Linked DNA regions of Sus scrofa: region 2 is linked to region 1. A link is a contact called in public HiChIP or PLAC-seq data. All regions are on one chromosome and are shown on one strand. The core of a region is the stretch at or near the end of the contact, and the rest is flanking DNA. Distances in the headings are between cores, read along the strand shown.

Evidence for each region. HiChIP or PLAC-seq counts read pairs in DNA pulled down with a chosen protein or histone mark.
Region 2: a contact with region 1 is called in an H3K27ac HiChIP or PLAC-seq map of alveolar macrophages. The contact joins two enhancer-like sites. A contact is called at or near these places in 1 of 47 Hi-C or Micro-C datasets (fetal heart ventricle) and 2 of 2 datasets of contacts at active chromatin or transcription factors (alveolar macrophages and skeletal muscle).

What each region holds. Positions count from the first base shown.
Region 1 is chr13:68,338,463-68,342,262 of Sscrofa11.1, reverse strand. It overlaps a transcript of PPARG not described here. Among named protein-coding and RNA genes, the nearest start is that of PPARG, 24 kb to the left of the region's middle. Within about 2 kb of position 1,757, at least 4 of the 83 cell types and tissues checked have an H3K27ac peak or open chromatin away from gene starts, as enhancers often do. A contact at or near this core is called in alveolar macrophages, where this site is marked.
Region 2 is chr13:68,474,027-68,477,871 of Sscrofa11.1, reverse strand. No RefSeq gene overlaps it. Among named protein-coding and RNA genes, the nearest start is that of TSEN2, 4.8 kb to the left of the region's middle. Within about 2 kb of position 2,186, at least 34 of the 83 cell types and tissues checked have an H3K27ac peak or open chromatin away from gene starts, as enhancers often do. A contact at or near this core is called in alveolar macrophages, where this site is marked.

The sequences.
Region 1 (3,800 bases), core at 508-3,007:
GAAATCCTCCTGACTCTCTTTTTAAAAAAACTTGCCAACTAAGTAGAAAAAGAAACCTCTTTAGTTTTTCCTAGGCTGCTTTGAATTAAACCCCCACGTGGAGAAAGGTGACATTTATTCCCAATAAATACTCTGTTCTTCAGGCTTATCTTTCCTGGACATTTTACCTAATGCCCAGAGGCCAGGTTCTTGGATTGTCTAAATATAAACAAAATGCTTGTATCCTGTCTGAGACCTCATCTGCCAAGGTTCCACTCAGTTTACTAGATTTATAAGTGGTTCTAACTCTCTAGGCACAGAGGTTGTAGCAGAAGTGGTGACACCGCCTATGTACAGGCAAATAGAACAGCTAAAATAATATCAACAGCCGTCCAAAGAGGAAGAAGCAAATTGGGTTAAAACACCTAGCTTCCTTCTCTTTTACCACTCGATTCTTTTCATTCTACCCCTCTTACTTCAATTTACAAGCTAACCTCTTTCAACACAACCTGTATGGAGAGCACAGTATCTCAGTCACTCGTAGGGAGAGTGCCTGTTTCGAAAAAAATAAACAAATACTTAAAACTGAACAAACTTTTAAGGGAGAAATGAAAATCAATCACCCTTTTCCTTCAAGTTCATAATTTCATAGGATGGTTGATTCTATAAGCTGTGCTACTTATCTTGATTCAAAATCCAGGAAAACTATATGGCTTGCTGGGAACATTCAGGTTTTGGATACTTGGTTGTCTTGCCCAGTATTTCAGCTTCTACCCAAGAATCAGAGAGCCATTTCTTAAAGTCAGCATTTTCATGTCTCCCATGTAAGCAAATACTCTAAATTTTTCTCTCAGGCTAAGGGAAAACCAACAATGATTTGCAGGCTTAAAGCCTGGTAATGAAGGAGACAAAGGTATCCTCAGGTGATCAGATCACTGAAGACAAAGTCCGCTAACAGAGAGATGTCAGCTCTGGTTCTAATTCCTCATCAGAGTGATGAGGAGAATCAGTGACTCCCAAAGTAGCACTAAGTAAAATTAATAATATTCTGGAAAGTCGTATAAAGTATATAAAAGCATACATTTGGAAAAATACTCTCCCATTCAATCCTCTTATTGAAGAACATTAATCAGAGATGTCTCTGTTGATTTTGTTACAGCTGCAACTTTTCCACTGTACGGAGCATTAAAGTTACAAACTGGCTTGCTGGTTGAGTGGTCTGGAAAAGGTATATTCTGTCTCACCCGACTGCTATAAATTCAAATCCATTTCCTCTAGTTCTCAGCTCATTTTGGCACGATACTTCTAACTAAAGGTGTAATAAACTATATTGTCATACTTCAGGGTTTTTACAACTCCATCTACCATATTTGGGTGTGTGTAGGGGGAAGCAAAACACAGAAGGAAGTAAAGGATATTATGGTGACATTTTGTAACCTTTAGCTAGCTGGGGACAACTGAAATCATGTGTTTAAGATGGGAAGCATTACTAATTTGGGATGACATCTTGTGGCTTTTTTTCTTACACCAGCATCACTACATTTGTTCAGAAATAGATTTCTGATTTCCTCAAAATCACTTTTCCTCCTTAAAATAAAACACAATTCCTTTTTATAAAGGCAACATTCTTGGTAAAATTTAAACTGACCAGTGAAGGAAAACTAGAATACTAATTTGTAAGTTCCTACAAAAGATAATTTTGAAAAATCCTAAGATTTCCATTAACTGTCAGTCAATTCCTCAAGTATATAGTTCCCTTTTCACAAAAAACCAACACAGCAACCAAATGAAAAAACAATTTAATGAGGTAGTACAGTGAAAAGTGACTATCTCTAACATAATTAATACGCTCCTGAAATGTCACAGGGGAGACTGAGAAGAGAGATCAAAGAGGAGAAAAATAACCAGAAGCCTCTGTAGTGGTGACATTTTGTAATTCAGCATTCATTCATTCAATATATATTTATTGAGCCATTATAATCAGAGTGTAGGACAGAGTCCTTGCCTCAAGGGTTTACAGTTAGGGAGTTCCCATCGTGGCTAAGCAGTTAATCAACCTGACTAGTATCCATGAGTATGCAGGTTCAATCCCTTGCCTTGCTCAGAGGGTTAAGGATCTGGCGTTCCTGTGAGCTGTGGTGTAGCTTGCAGACTTGGTTGTGGTGTAGGCCGGCAGCTGTACTTCTGATTGGACCCCTAGCCTGGGAACCTCCATGTGCCATGGGGGCAGCCCTAAAAAGACAAAAAAAAAAAAAAGAGTTTACAGTTAGTAATACGTTGACATTTTAATCATTTTTATTTTTTATTTATCTTTAATGATTTTTATTTTTTTCCATTATAGTTGTTTACAGTGTTCTGTCAATTTTCTACTGTAGCAAAGTGACCCACTTAATCATTTTAAATAAGAGGTAAAGGGATATAGGCAGAAATTTTGACTTGAGGACTTAAAATTCTAAAAATTACCTCGGTATCTTTAATTTTTGTTATTCCTACAAGTTCCTTTGACATATAAAGTTATAGGATTGCCCCATCTGTAAACAGATCACAGTTGTCCCAGTCCACAATGCTTAGGAAATTAAGGAATGGAAAGGTGTTTGGGAGCCACTTGCCTACCTGACGCTAATTTGTCGAACATATGGGAAAGCAGAGGCTGGGAGAGGGAAAGTGACTGATTAAGGTCTCTTAGCCGCCATGTCTTTTTTTTTTTTTTTTTTTTTTTTTTAATTTTGGGGTTTTTTTGTTTGGTTTGGTTTGGTTGTTTTTTTTTTTGTCTTTTAGGGTCGCACCCTCTGCATATGGAGGTTCCCAGGCTAGGGGTCTAATCGGAGCTGTAGCTGCCAGCCTATGCCAGAGCCATAGCAACACAGGATCTGAGCCGCGTCTGCGACCTACACCACAGCTCATGGCAATGCCGGATCCTTAACCCACTGAGCGAGGCCAGGGATGGAATCCACATCCTCATGGATCCTAGTCGGGTTCGCTAACCACTGAGCCATGACGGAAACTCCCTTTTTTTATGAACTTTCTTCCAAGTAAGCTATAACTATGGAGATAATTACAACTAGTGCTTTTAAAAAAAAAAAACTATGTTTATCTGATACCTTTCTCATCTACCCTTCCTCTGATCTCCACTGGGACAATAATCTCCAGACTTAGTGGGAGCAGTCTTTTCTCATATAGTCTGGCTCTTTTTCATGTCTTTTCTGAGACCTCACCCCTATACTATCTCCTCCTTCTCCACTGATTTGCATTCTTCTCTACTTTCCTGGATTCAGCTTTTCTAGAGCTGTCATATTTGCTGCCCCGATTCTCAACTGTCCAAAAATCCCTCTCCATTTGTATACCCCATCATCTTCAAAGCCCCCAGGATTCCCATTCCTCCCAGTATACCTAACCTATAATCTTAAACAAAGATCACCCCCTTGCAGCTGTTAATGGCCTTATTTCTTTTTTGTATTCTTGACAGCTCATTGTCAGGTTACAATATTTCAGTTAAAAAAAAAAAAATGTGAGCTTGGGAGTCAGAAGGATCTTGCTTTAAATTAGATTCCACCCTTTGGCAGGTTATTTCACCTGCTAAACTTCACTTTATTCACCTGTAAAATGGGGATAATAATAATTTCTACAATACAGGGTTGTGTAAGGATGAAATACAATTACATATGTGAAGTTAATATCACAATGCTAGTTATATAAGGCATACTAAGTGCTGTTTTCTTTTCCTCTTCTTAAAACTCTCCCTGTTTGCCAGTGGTGACCCTCCCTACTCTTGCCATCCTCGCATCCTCCCCTTTTAAACTTTACCTGATGCTGCTTGTTTT
Region 2 (3,845 bases), core at 937-3,436, 140 kb before region 1:
AATTCTGCTTCATGATGATAGGAAAGAGCCGGCATTGAAGGATCAAAAAGTGACGTCGCTATGCAGTCTTGGCCACCACAAGCCAGTTATCCCTGTGGTAACTTTTCTGACACCTGCTTAAAACCCCAAAGGTCAGAAGGATTGTGAGGCCCCTGCTTTCACGGTCTGTATTCATACTGAAAATCAAGATCAAGCGAGCTTTTGCCCTTCTGCTCCACGGGAGGTTTCTGTCCTCCCTGAGCTTGCCTTAGCAGTGTCTTGTTTCTTTTACGCTCTCCCGATATACACCTTTATCCCATTGCTGGTGTGTTTTAAAGCAATTCCAGACATCATATAACTTCACTCAATATTTCAGTATGTATCTCTAATAGGTGTGAATTTAAATTGTATTACATAGATATTTATATAGTTAATTCTCATTACTCACAGCAGTTCTAGAGCGGCCAGGAACACTGAATTACTGACTACTTAACCACTGCTCCTAGGGCAAATACAGGGACAGGTTCCTGCCAGCCTCTGGACACAACATTTTCATCAGCCAATCAATACATAACCTTGTTTTATGTGTACTTCTGTTTAAAGACACTGTAATTAGTGTCTGCTGTCGATTCGTTAATATTGAACTAACTCAGGGCCCACATGAGTATAACACACACCTGAACAAAGCTCATCTAATATGTATTTTCTGTGCAAGGCACATCACGGCCTTCTTGGCTTAGGAACACTAGACAGCACTCTGAATTTGAATTTCAGATAAATGATTTTTTTTAAGTATATCCCAAATAGTACATGGCAGTACATCTAACAAAATACACAATAATCCTTAACATCATATGTCTGTGAAAGGCACTCTGCTTGGGATCCACCTTTTAAAAAAAATGTTTATTTTTAGGGCCACACCTGCAGTATATGGAAGTTCCCAGGCTAGGGGTCAGACTGGAGCTTCAGCTGCTGGCCTACACCACAGCCACAGCAATGCCAGATCCAAGCTGTGTCTGCGAACTATACCACAGCTCATGGCAACACCAGGTCCTTAACCCACTGAGCAGAATCAGGGATACTCGTATCTAGCATCCTCATAGATACTAGTCGGGTTCGTTACCACTGAGCCACATTGGGAATTCCTGATTGGGATCTATTTTAAAATCACCAACACAAAGCACAAAAGTGTGGAAAAGTGGCATTAGCATACTTGTTTATGAAATGAGAGCTGAAATAAGACAGTATCTGTGGACTTCAGCATGCATACTGGGACCCTCAATTTTTCTCTCCCCCATGCAGGTGCATGTCTGTAGGTGACCAAGCCCTGTGAGCATTGATTTTTGGTATTACAAATAAATTTTAGCCAGTAGGTGAATTTGCAAATGCAGAATCTACCAATAATGAGGATTGACTGTGTATGAGTGTGTATGTGTATGTATATATATACACGTACTGTGTATGAATATATATATATACATATATATTCATTCTCTGTATCATTAACACATCTAACAAAATACACAATCCTTAACATCATATGTCTGTGAAAGGTAACATGGAACTGCCATGTACTATTTGGGATATACTTATACTTAAAAAAAATCATTTATCTGAAATTCAAATTCAGCTGGGTATCTTGTATTTTATCTGATCACTCTACAATTTATTGGGCCTTTCTAGGTGCCAACCACTGTGCATCCTAGCTTAACTCTCACCACAATCCTGTGAGACAGGTGTTCTCACCAGCAATTCCCTTTTGAGGTTCCCGCTCTGCTTGGGTCCTGGGAGCTATGACCTAGCAGAGGCCAGGTGAGGATCCAAATTCAGGAGGCTACAGAGTGTGCATTCGTTTTAATCCAATGTACTGGATATGGAGGGCAGCGCATGGACAAGGCACAGCTTTAAATATGGAAATAATAAAAACGACCTCAGCAAGTGTTGGTGGGAGGCCAGGAAAGACCCAGATTGGTTGAATGACCTAGGAGGCTTCTGAGCTGAGCCTGGGAGAAGGGGGAGCCCTGGGACAGTGTGTAGGAGGAGGGAGATGGCAGTCGGGGGCTGAGGGCACGCCCACGTGCCAGGAGTTGTGGGCCTGGAAGTTCTGGGGCGGGAGGAGCGGGGCGGGGCGAGCGGTGCAGGAGGTTGAAGCGGCTGATAAGGTCTGATAGGCAGGGCGGGGCCCGATCGAGCAGGCGCTTGAATTCCAGGCATGGCGTTTGGACTTTACCCCGTAGACAATGGGGAGCCACCAGCGTTTCTGAGCTGGGCAGGGCGGCCCCAGCTGTCGCCGCATTGTTTTTCCCAGACGAAGGCCGAACCCTGCAGTGCTCAAGCGAGGCCACTAGATGGAGATATTTTAGCAAATTTAAGCACCCAGCCTTAGGGGACGCCAATTTACAGCAAGAACAGCGACCCAGCCAAGGCTCCAGGTGTTTCACCCACGGCATCCGCAACAGAAAATGCAAGGGGTTAAAAAACCAGGCTTTAATTTTTATAAACAAAGATAGGCAATAAAAATAGGTTGTTTTATGGTAGCAAACAGACCGATCTTTATGTTTTGTGCAATCTTCCTGTTTTAAACAACTTACTTTTGAATGTCCTGGATTTGTTTACTTTAAAAAATTAGGAGTTTCTGCTGTGGCGCAACAGAATCGTTAACACCTCTGGAATGCTGGGACGCAGGTTCAATTCTCAGCCCAGCACAGTGGGTTAAGGAACCAGCGTCGCCACAGCTACAGTGTAGGTCACGACTGTAGCTTGCACCTTCTGATCCCTGGCCAGGGAACTCCATATGCCGCGGGGTGACCAAAGTAATAGTAGCAGATTCTCTAGGTAATGTAAATTCTGACATTCTACAAAACAGAATATGTAATATTAATTTTCCCAGATTCCCATATGGAGCCAAATTCAAAGAAATTCATCTTGGACTTTAGAATACAAGTTTTTTTTTGTCTGGGGGGTTTTTGTTTTGGTTTGGTTTTTGGTGTTTTTTTGGCTGCACCTATGGCATGTGGAGGTTCCCTGGGCAAGGGACTGAACCTGCACCACAGCAGCAACCTTAGACACTGTAGTGGAGAGACAATACTGGATACTTAACTTGCTGTGCCTCAAGGAAACTCCCTAGGAATTAGTTCTCAACATGAAGTATAGTATATAAAAATTTAAGTAGTTTATCATATACTAACTACACTCTAGATAAGACTTGAAATCAGCATAGATACTGTTTAGGGCAAAGTTGTCAAAATACACATAAAATGAAGATTAAGTACTTTTAAAGTTTTCTTTGAAATCTTCTATTAAAAGACTTGTAGTAGTTCTGTTCATTACAATAAAATCTAGAACCCTAAAAAAAAAAAAAATGCAAGGGTTGGAAACCAAAATCAAACCAAAGATACAGCCCAGCTTCCCCCTGCTGGGGAGACAAACCAAAGATAATTTCTCAGCTTTGAAGGGAAAAGAAAGTGTTCAGGATATGCTAGAAAGGGCATTCAGTTTTAACAAGTGCCCTGCACAGACATTCTCTAGCATTTAAATCTCACGATAGGTAGGTGTTATGTTATTATCCCATTTTACAGGCGAGGACGCTGAGACACTGAGGGGCACATTTGCTCAATTATTTACCAAGCTGACAGCAGGCTGGGCAGGGAGATGGTTGGCCGCAGGTGGTAAGGGGTGGGCTGGACAAGCCCCCAAGGCAGTGCTTTGCTGGGCCCAGGGTCTCAGGTGCAAAGGGTGGGGCACTGCCTTGAAGTCCTGCTTTGGCTGCTAGAAAAATCTGTGGCATGGATGATGGGAGCTGCTGGCCTTCTATCATTTGCTCAGTTCCAGCTGCTTTTCAGAGACAGTCTCACTTATTCTCTGAC